Linked DNA regions of Zea mays: region 1 is linked to region 2. A link is a contact called in public Hi-C data. All regions are on one chromosome and are shown on one strand. The core of a region is the stretch at or near the end of the contact, and the rest is flanking DNA. Distances in the headings are between cores, read along the strand shown. Region 1 overlaps LOC100191864. Region 2 holds the start of LOC542707 (mitochondrial chaperonin 60).

What was found. Hi-C and Micro-C count contacts between places; a contact is called where the count stands out from the background.
Region 1: a contact with region 2 is called in a Hi-C map of endosperm, with 2.5 times the contacts expected there. The contact joins the enhancer-like site here to the promoter of LOC542707 in region 2. A contact is called at or near these places in 3 of 25 Hi-C or Micro-C datasets (ear, endosperm and root tip).

Annotation. Positions count from the first base shown.
Region 1 is chr1:240,545,705-240,551,453 of Zm-B73-REFERENCE-NAM-5.0, forward strand. It overlaps LOC100191864, which reads right to left. Exons shown (of 10, transcript NM_001367159.1): 5 at 2,592-2,681. Among protein-coding and RNA genes, the nearest start is that of LOC100191864, 17 kb to the right of the region's middle. Within about 2 kb of position 3,312, at least 1 of the 20 cell types and tissues checked has an H3K27ac peak or open chromatin away from gene starts, as enhancers often do. A contact at or near this core is called in endosperm, where this site is marked.
Region 2 is chr1:240,291,813-240,297,238 of Zm-B73-REFERENCE-NAM-5.0, forward strand. It overlaps LOC542707 (mitochondrial chaperonin 60), which reads right to left and starts at 2,842. Exons shown (of 17, transcript NM_001112220.1): 1 at 2,623-2,842; 2 at 2,065-2,196; 3 at 1,639-1,798; 4 at 395-570; 5 at 211-306. The coding sequence starts at 2,691.

The DNA.
Region 1 (5,749 bases), core at 2,062-4,561, 250 kb after region 2:
ACTAGGTCACATTCTTCCACCTCCAACCTTAGCTTCTCCACCATCTGCTTGCTAATAAAGATGGTAGAACTTCCAGAATCAACCAACATTAATAACATCTGATGCTGAACCAATGCTCTGAGTCTGATACACTGAGAATCATCAGCCCCACTAATAGCATGAAGAGACAGCTTCAGTTCCTCTTCTTCCTGTTTCTCCTCTTGCTCTATCTACTCCAACACTTCAGGAGTTAATACCTTCTCCATGTCCTCAGGAGCTAGAACATGTAACTGGACTGTATTTCCTCTCTGACACCTTGCCTGATGACCAGGTTCAAACTTCTCTCCACAAGTGAAACATAGACCATTTGCTCTTCTATACTCCTTTAGTTGTCTCTCCTTACTCCATCCTCCTGCCTCTACTCCTTTACCTTCTGCTCTATTTCCTCCCCCCAATCTACCAACAACATGCTGCTTGGGAAACTTCATTCCTCCCTTGTCAACAATAGCAGGGAGCTGAGACATAACTGCATACTAAATTTCATTCTTCAGTCCTCTGACAAACTGATTGACATAAAATATTTCATCCATCATAGGATTATGAACAGCAGTAGCATATCTTACTTCTTCAAACTCCTTCACATATTCTTCTACTCCCCTTTTTGCCTTATACTCAATAATTTCCTCATGGCTCTTGGGTATTCCTCAGCTCCAAATTTGTCTAATACAAGCCTAGACAAATTCCTCCAATCTCCCAACCCCTGCTTCAATCTGACCACCTGCAACCATCGTGCTGCAGTACCTTCAAAATTCAGAGACACCATAGTGGACTTCATGAAATCAGGGACTCAATAAAGGTTGAAATAATCTTCACATTGTATGATCCAAATGGCTGGTTCCGTTCCTCCAAACTTTGGGAAGGCATCTTCGGTATATGCTGCTGCAACTGTTCCCCATCTCTGTCTAGTCACCCAGAACTCTCCTCTCTACCTCTGTGAGTTCTATCTCGTCTATTCTAGGGATTTCTTCTATCTCTTTCTACTGCTTCTTCAGAATCATTCCCATAACGATCCATGTACCTTGCCATGGCTTCCAAACGAAGAAGAGAAACAGTCTTACCGTTCTCCTCCATTTGCTTGCAAAGCAACGTCCTCTCTTCTTCCATGGCATCCACCTTCCTGTCAGCTTCTCGATGGCCAGCGTCATCTTCTCCCAGCGTGCTTCAGCCTGCTTTGCTTCCATGGTGATAGCCTCGATTACCAACCGGGGCTGTGCCGACGGCTTAACTGAAGGTGCCATGATGAATAAAATTCTGAGCACCTCCCTTCCTTCAAACTTGTGTCACACCGTCTTCCCGCCAACTTCTCCTCCGAGGATACAATAGCTTTGATACCAATTGTGAGGAACCCTGGTCTAGGGTTTTGCCCACCCTTGGATCTGCACCCAGGTATGGCTTTCCCTCTCCCTAGGGTTCATCCAACATGAGGTTTCCCCCTTGGCCGAATCAAACAAGAACCCTAAATCACACAGGTATGTGGTGGTAGCTTGATTTCTGTTATTTCCGTTCATCCCTTCATTACAAGTGCTCAGATTTATAGAAGCCCCTAAGCGGGTCTAACTTCTAATCAATTACTACAGCTGGATTAACAGCTAGATGACAGTGCTAATCAGTTATTACAGTTGGATTAGCAGCTAGATGACAGCGAGTTACAGTTGTATTACTCTAATCCTTTTATCCTTCTTGCCCTCTTGTTATCTTGGCTGGATCTATGCATAAGTGGTGGAATCGTGACACGGGAGGCCATCGTACGCGGTGACGATGGCGCCAGGGGTGGGCGGCGCGCCGGCAACAGGGAGAGCGGCGCCAGGAACGGGTGGCGCGCACGCGCCGGCGGGTGCAGAGGCCCAACGGCGAGGAGGGAGAGCTCGGCCATAGAGGAGATGCCGGCGGCACCGTCAGTGGAGAGAGTGGGAGGGATGGAAGGAGGCTAGATACTGAAACCCTACACCTAATATGTGTTGAGAATATAGTATAGAAATACATAGTTACGCTAACACTTAATGCACCAAACCTTTTTCTAAGAAAAGTGGAAAGTACTCGGCACAAATAATATACAAGAAATAAGAAGTCTCCAAAGGACAAGAAATTACCAGTACTCAGCCTCAAAAGTAAAGGAAAAGAAGAAATACGCCAGGAAAAGAAGAAATACGCCAAAAGTCCGAAACCTAGATTTTGAATTAGCTTCCTTTATAGGACGGCAAAGTACAGAAGGTTGAAAAAATCTTCTCTCTTAATCATGAACTGCATCTTGATTTTGGATATAAAATGCTATCGTTCCAAGTTCAGAGTTATTCTTTTTAAGTTGATGAATAGAAATTTATTGCAAAATAAATATGTTGTTCAAGACCTGTCTGGTTCATATTGTTACACAACAGTCTGGTTCATATTATCGCACAATAAAGTTAAAGAGTATTCACCATATAAGCATACTGAGGCAATACTGTTTAGTTTACTTGATAGTTGCATGGAAACTGAAGAGATTGATAAGTGCAAGTATTGACGTATTGTGGTAAAAGGTGGAAAGTAATTAGCCCAAACATGATTGAACTTACGTATTGTTTTGAGATAGGTTGTGCATCAACAGTTCCGGTATGATTGAAATTTGCTGGTGAGATATGTCTGGATGAACTAGATCTGGCTTCCTGCAGCATAAGGTCATCATACACATACAGCAAATGCCAATACTAACACATGTAGTAAGTTGAGAGGTGCATAATAAACTTATAAGACTGAATAGGCAGATTGAGACAATAGTGTTTGAGACACCATGCCATTAAGAAAAAAAACATGCCTAAGATCAAATTTCAAGTTCACCTCCCATGGATTTCTAAATTTCTTATGTACATGTATATTTGGTGTAAATCAGTAAAAACATGAATTTACAAATACAAAATCCATGCACAGCACTGTTCTTAAGGCGTCGCCTAGGCAACGCCTAGGCGTCCAGGCGGAGGTCTAACGCCTAGTCGCCTTGCCCGCTTACCTCGCCTAGGCGTCCAGGCGGTGGTCCAACGCCTTGGACCGCCTTACCGCTTTAAAAACCATGATGCACAGTACCATTTGTAAATATGCATTTGACATCAGACATGCAAATTTGCTAGGAACACCGAACACGTAACTTGAAAATGAAATACTCCATTCCAAATTATAAGACGTTTTTGGCTTTTTTAGATGCATAGCTTTTGCTATGACATAGATATACACTATGGCTAGATACATAGTAAAAGCATTTTTTCTCGAACGCGTAGGAGAGTTACGCATCATTATATTAAGAAGAAAAGGTCCAAAATAGACATGGACAATGACCACCAAATAAAGGTGGTTACAAAGTTTGCTAAGGGGCTGTTACACAGATGACTATATAAAAGACGACCAGGCCTGAACTCCCCCTGAGTTAAGGCCACAAACCTTTCAGCCATGCAGCCCCAGCTAGACACCACGTCTTGGCATCGTCCCTAATGTCTTGAGTAATCCTAGAGATGTCCGGAGTAGCCCCATCAAAGACACAAGAGTTTTTGTGTTTCCACAACCACCAGGCCACTAGGATCACAGCTGAATTGAATCCTTTCTTTTGTGTCTTTTGAACTGTCGTTCCTAACCTATGCCACCAGTCTTGAAAACTAGATTCTGCAGTTCCTGGAATGAGGTGCTGCAGCCCAATAATCGCATGATTGGTTTCCCTGCTATCCGCGTCCATGTCCTCCGCATGCGTTGACTGCGTCCAAACCCCTGATTGGTTGCATGCACAGGCGGAGACTGATCTGGTGCGGGTGCAATGCAGGCTGCTTTTTCACCAATTGGATGCATGAGCGGGGACGGGAGATTACTAGATCCCAGCCCGTCCAGGTCGGCGCGAGCCTGGCGTTGGCGAGCGCGCCAACCAATCATGCGGTAAGAGACAGGGTATGAAACCAAACTTCCCTAGCAAAAACACATTGTAACAGAATGTGTTGCATGGTTTCTTCTTCCTGATCACAAAGAAGGCATTTTGTGGGATGGTCCAAACCTCGACGAGCCAATCGATCCGCTGTCCAGCAGCGATTTAAAGAAGCCAGCCAGATGAAAAATTTACATCTTGGAGGTGCCCAACTTTTGCAGATCCTTGCTGCCGGTTCAAAGGTGACCATCCCCTCAAAGAAACGATGATGAGCAGATTTAGAGGAGTATTCCCCTGAGGCAGAAGGGGTCAAGCGGTGTTGGTCTGAAACTCCTGGGTGAAGTTGGAAGCCTTGAATCAGGTCCCAGACCATGAAGTACTCAGATAGAAATTGAGCTGATATGCTTCCTGAGATATCATTTACCCAGCCATATTCAGTCAAGGCATTATTTACTGTTCTACTTTGGAGAAATCTGTTCAGAACCCGAGAAACAAGGACCGGAGCCAAGTCAAACAGAGCCTGTCCATGGAGCCAGCGATCCGTCCAAAAGGAGGTTTGGGATCCGTCTCCTGCCAAAGAAACCACTGAACATGCAAACATGGCTGCAGCATTGGGGTGTACTCTAATTTTCAAATCAGCCCACATAGGATTCGGTTGAGTTTTCTTCATCCAAAGCCACCTCATATTAAGAACCCAACCAAGGACCTCTAAATTGTGCAGACCTAGCGCTCCAAGGTCAAATGGCCTGCAAACCTTTGCCCAACTGACCATACAGTGGCCTCCTTTGACATCTTTACGGTCTTTCCAAAGAAACCCTCTCCGAATTTTATCAATGGCCTTGATGACCCACTTGGGACATTGAAGAGCAATTAAGTGATAGATAGGGATAGCAGTTAACACTGCTTTTACCAGAGTTGTTCTCCCAGCCATGTTGACCATTGAGGCCTTCCACCCCGGAAGTCTATCAGCCAATTTATCGATGAGCTCAAGGAAATCATGCTTGGAAAGTTTACGTACTGATAGTGGTAGACCCAAATATTTGCACAGGAAGGATATCACATTGCAAGGCAGAATCCTCCGGGATGTTTCAATATGATTTTCATTACACTGAATAGGGGTCATTGAGCACTTACCGATGTTTGTGATCAGGCTGGAGGCTTCACAAAAAATTCTCAGGATTTCTTTGACCAGATTTAATTCATTCTCTTTAGGTTGCGGAAATAACACGACATCGTCTGCATAGAGTGAAACCCGTTGTCCATTACCTCTACGCATGAGAGGCTGCAAAAGGCCCAATTCACTTGCTTTTGTAACCAGGGAGTTCAGAACATCCATAACCATAATGAAAAGCATAGGAGACAAAGGGTCCCCTTGCCTTAATCCGCGCTGATGGCAAATAAGATCCCCAGGTTCCCCATTAACCAGCACTCTAGTAGAGGAGGAGCCCAGCAATTTAGAAAGCAAGTTACACCAGACCGGGCCGAAGCCCAAATGCCTTAAAACCTCCAATAAGAAAGGCCAAGAGATTGAGTCAAAGGCCTTGCCGATGTCAAGTTTTAGAAGAACCCTTGGAATCTTTTGGTTGTGGATGGACTTCGCCGTTTGCTGTACTAGTATAAAATTGTCATGAATACGACGACCCTTCACAAAAGCGCTTTGATTTGGCGATGTTAGAATACCTGTCTGTAATGGGCCTGGCCCAGTCTATTTTATAGATCACCCAACCCCTGTTAGGGTTTCCAATATGGTATAGAGCCAAACTTTTTTTCCTCTCTCAGCCGCCACCTCCCCTGCCCAGCCGTCGGTGACTCCCTCTCCCTACGCCGCCGCCA
Region 2 (5,426 bases), core at 1,592-4,091:
GACCACACAAACAGAGCCGTGTAGGGTTGTACACAATTAGAATCAACTGAAGCTGTGTGCATGAGCCAACTTATCCTCAGTGTTGGACCGTAAGGTTACTTTAGATACTAGGGCAAGTGGACTACCCATATAGTGGAAACAGAAGGGTCCATAGAGCCATAGACGAATAGCCTAAAAAGGTATCACATGTAGGCTTTAGTTTTAACTTACCGCAATAGTGATCACACCCTCTTTGCCAACCTTCTCCATAGCCTTGGCAATAAGCTCACCAATTTCCCTTTCTCCATTTGCTGATATTGTACCCACCTTTACATACAGGATAGAGAGAATAAAAAAAGGTGAGGGATGGACAGGATAAGAACAAAATAAAGTAACTAGGGTGCTGCAGATATACCTGTGCAATTTCTTCTGAAGTGCTAATCATTCTGGCCATGCCCTTCAGATTGGTCACAACAGCATCAACAGCCATTGAGATTCCACGCCTTAAATCCATTGCATTCATTCCAGCCGCAACAGATTTGCACCCCTCAGTAAATATTGCTTTTGTCAAAACAGTAGCACATGTGGTACCTGAATTTTTTGGATATCAGATCACGTACAGTTCGAAGAAAGCATCAACAAGCTACATACAATTCAACAATATGAGGCATAGTTTATGTTAGACCGGTCAGACTTTTAACTATTTTTTTCTCAAAATATATTATTGATAGCTACAAAAACTAATATATATTGAAACAACTTTGGAATGTGAATCTAATTGTATGATTTTTACACACTAGTATAGACTTATTTCAAGATGCAATATGCCTCTTTTAAGGATGGAGAATAATATTATTAACTGCTAGAGTGGATTCACTAACCAGATCAACCCAAAAGCTTAAGCTATCATGAAAAGGTAGGCAATTCACTTATACACTTCAACACCCCCACTCACATCCAGCAAGAAAGAAAGGCACAAACGTAGAAATAAAGGAGCGGAGGCACAAATGAAGTCTCTGCTAGGATTCAAACTCGAGACCTCTGGCTTTGATACCATGATACCATATTAGAGTGGATGTACTAACCAGTCAACCCAAAAACTTATGTTGTCAAAAGAGGGTAGACAATCCACTTATACACTTCAACATTAGCCACAACGAGAAATTAGATAACCTTATCATGTAATATTATTACGAAGAAGCAACCAAGGCTGGCATTCACACCAAGGGAGAAAAATAACAGTATGCACACCACCAGAGCTAACAAACTTAACAAAATAGCAAAGACAACAAGGAGCAATACTGGACATATTGGATCACATGCTACAGTTCCAATTCCAAAAAGAACCAAACAGTAAAAGAGCAGTGCCTGAGACTCCCCCGCACATGCGGAGAGGTTGCTTCGAAACCGTGACCTATACTTTAAGGTCAGTAAAAAAACAGACCCAGTGCCTGGCCTGCCTTGCCGAAGACCCAACCAGTGTATCACAAATATGAGTAGCAAAGCAACGATGAAACTAAGAAACAGCACCATCTACTCCAGGAATACTTCCACACAAGTAACATGTTTGGAAGTTCAGAAGACAAACTCCTTAATAATCTTTTACAGAGACCATTCTTTGTTCACAATAAACCAAAATCAGCACAAAGGATGTCATACCATCACCAGCAGTGTCATTAGTTGCATTAGCAACCTGTTTCACAAGGCTCGCACCAACATTCTTTACTCTATCCTTAAATTCAATGCTCTTCGCAACAGTCACACCATCCTTTGTGACTTTCGGTGCACCGAAGCTTTGCTCAATAACCACATTGCGCCCCTACAGAAGGCAGGCGATAAGTTCAAGTACAAAACAAACAACTAAGGCAACAGTATTACAACAAAGTAAAACAAACCAAACAGTATTGGAATCAGTGAGTGCAATAGTGACCATTTGTGGCTCCTAGAATATTGACATCAGGATGGAAAGTGACATGCAAGTGTTCAGCATAACTAGAATGCGATGATGTGTTGTATTAAGAAAATTTGGTAGTCATTCATAATGATCAGTAACTGTTTGTCATCTGTATAAGAATGTGGTTATACCTTAGGACCCATTGTCACTTTGACAGCGTCTGCCAACTCCTCAACACCCCTCAACATCAGAGCACGGGCCTCAACACCAAACTTGATGTCCTTGGCAGCATAGTTCCTGCTCCAGGCAAGCCTGCTTCCAACCTATAAAGCATCACACACAACAGAGGTGAGTGCGTGATCAATTAGAGACTGCCATGCCCCAAGGTTACACGACAATAAAATAACGAATTTCACAAGACATCGATTTCTGCTGGATCAGATCAATGTTTCTCAACTGCCAATCAGTGTATTCGGTGTCTAACAGCTAACTGGAGGACGGTAGTGACGAGTTCACCACCGTAGATTAATGTGAAACCCCACGCCAGTACGCCATTAGCGAGCTAGCTTAGATTTTGCGCGAGCGAACTACAGATTCCGGCAGATCGCCACCAAAATAAACAGCACCATGCAGCAAACCCACAGCCCTGCACGCAGAACTACTAGAACCCCAGGCCAACATTACCAAATCTGAGGGCGGGATCCTCCATCAGACCCATCACACGCGTATAAACACGAGTCTGCTCTCACCTGGCGAGCGGCGGAGCTGCTCCCGGCTTGCCGCGCCTTGGAGGCGAGGCTAGCGGCCGCGCGGTACATGATTGCGGATGGTGGCGCGGGGACCGAGGCTGTTGTCGGCGAGAGGTTTGGTTGGTGTGGGCTGTGGAGGAATGGAGGCGGCGGAGAGTTGCTTCGCTTTCTTTCTTGCGGAGGGGGAAAGGATGCGAGGCGGCGAGGAGGTGGGGGACGGGTTGATTTTAGAAACAGTGCAGGCGAGACGAATGAGGGTGCACGGCGGCTCTAGAAACATCCACTAGGGTTTAGGGTTTTGCTGGTTGTTGATCGCCTCGCAGGGTGCGGCGGGGTGCGGCCGCGGCAGCCAGCACAGGCGCTGCCGCGCTCCGGCTGCTGCCGTCTTCAAAGTGGGCTTTGATATTTCTGGGCTGCGGCCCGCCACTTCTAACCCATTAACAATCTGAATATCACGGCGCAGAATATTGATTATTGAAATCACTTATTTTCGGGGGACAATTCAGGAGCTCCGCTCTTAGCGAGAATCACTCTTATCGAACCAAACTATAAAAATCTGAACTGCTTCATGTTAATAGTGAAGTGAATCTAGTCTCTACTTTGTACTAGAAATTGGGAGCAAAAAAACCTGCTTCCCACCACTCTCAACCTGCTTCTCACTCTTTAATCCTTCAAAAATCACTTCACAGCCTATTTATCAAACAGTTTTCGTCAAATAGATTCACTTGCAATAGAAAATCACTCAGAATCACTGTATTAGAGAATCATGGAGCCTCTACCAAACGAGGCCTCAATATACTAGAACAAGAAGTGCACTCCATGCTCCCTCCTGTTCCTGTTGCGACACACAATAATATCGTTGCTTTTGCCTGTTGTCGCAAGCAAGTCAAGGGAAAAAACATAACCGCTAACAAATATTTACATGTACCAGAGTAGAACCATAGCATAGGTTTCATACAATGTTCAAGAATTCGGTCTATCCATCCATATGTTACACGGGACCTAGGGTACAACCAAAGGTCCATGGAGATCAACAAGATGCTCCAGCAACAAAAGACAAGCATAACCGTTGAGGACAGGCGAACATGTCCAATAATATTGCAAAGTACGCAAAAGCACAGAGCTTCATCGACCAGGACGGAAGATAGAAGTAGATAAACAAGCATCAAATGCATATTTTCCATCAGCGCAAAAGAAAAAGATCCCTTCTTTCATGTCTAGATGGCGTCCTCACTCCTCACTGGATCTGCGAAAGGCGGAAAAAAAAGGCTTTTATGTAAGTTCCCCAGAAAATAAACAACTATGTTGCTGGTTGATTCGTGAAAATAAAATGGCAGCTAGTTTGAACCAGTCATTTCAATAAGCGACGTGCAATGAAGCTCGCTAATGAACCTATAATGGCTAGTTGGCTACATATGCGATAGTCTGAGCACCAAATAAACTATGTACATGACAGACTGCTATTCGGGTATTCGGATAGTTTGGGCATTTGATTTAGCCCGTATTTTTTGGGTCGGCTAGATTGGGCTTTTCACAATTCGAGCTTTTAGAAATAATACTCGAAAATGTACTCGATCTAAACTAAACCTGAAAATTTGGGTATCTAGAAAATTCGATTCGGGTATGGGTAGCCCGTTCTACCCGATTCCAAAAAAAAACATGCAATAGAAATCTGTATTTAGAGCAATTTGGTTATTCAGATGCCTAAACAACATGCAGTCCAAATATCATACTGTCCAAATAACATGCAATAAAAATATGTATTTAAAGCAATTCAGCTATTCAGATTTAAGTCCAAGCTATTGTATGATGGGGGAGGCGAATGAGCAAACCAGGAAATAGTCCACTCTAGAACCAGAAGCAAATGAGCAGACCAGAAAATATTTGACCGTGAAACTGACCTTGATTAGTTGGGGAATGGGAGGCACGTTGATCTATCTATGGTAGTTGCTGGCTGGTTCAATCTTCAATCCAGCATGATGAATCGTCGAATGGCGGACTGGCACATGAGTATCGGGTATTTCGGATACCGGAGGTTACTGTCCGATTAAGCCCGAAATAATATCAGGTTTTAAGTTTTACTACCCACACAAATTTTTTAGGTGTCGCGTATCGGGCTATATGGGTTTGGGCTCGGGTTTTTCGGGTTTCGATCTTCGGGCTCGGGCTTTATGCCTAGTGCTACCATGAAGCATTGATTTCTAGGCCGATAACATCATGCAAAATCGTAAGACAAGTAAAGTTGAAAAAAGGACATTAGAGTTTATGATTCATAAGAAGATACTATTAGTTTCTCTACAGAGCAGTTGTTTTTCTTTTGAGGAAAAACAACTGAGCCTAAAACCGAACATTTAGGTCACGCAAAGCATTGTTGTCAAATCATGCCAGAAAACATGCCACTGCCAAAAACATGTTGCTGCCAAAACATGTCAATGCCTAAAACATGTTAGCATGATAGTATATTGCTATGCAGGTTGTTGCTGGCAATCGGTACTCGGACTATAGATTGGTATGTTGATGTGGTTAGTAGGCATGTTGACAAATTATAGGCGTGATGTGTGGCTGCTATGCTTTTGTTATGTTGAAACATATATTGTTTTCTGTGTTTATGTGATTGTTTGAATATTTTAATACTTATTTGTAGACTTTAAAGTCTACATTTGTTTTCTGCTACATCTCTTAAATTAAATGAACAAGTTACCAAATCAGGCCATATATATGAATGCAAATTGATTAATGAAAAAGGACATGGTATTATTCTTTCCGCTAGATGTTGATTCCACCAATCCTTGGAACAGTCAATA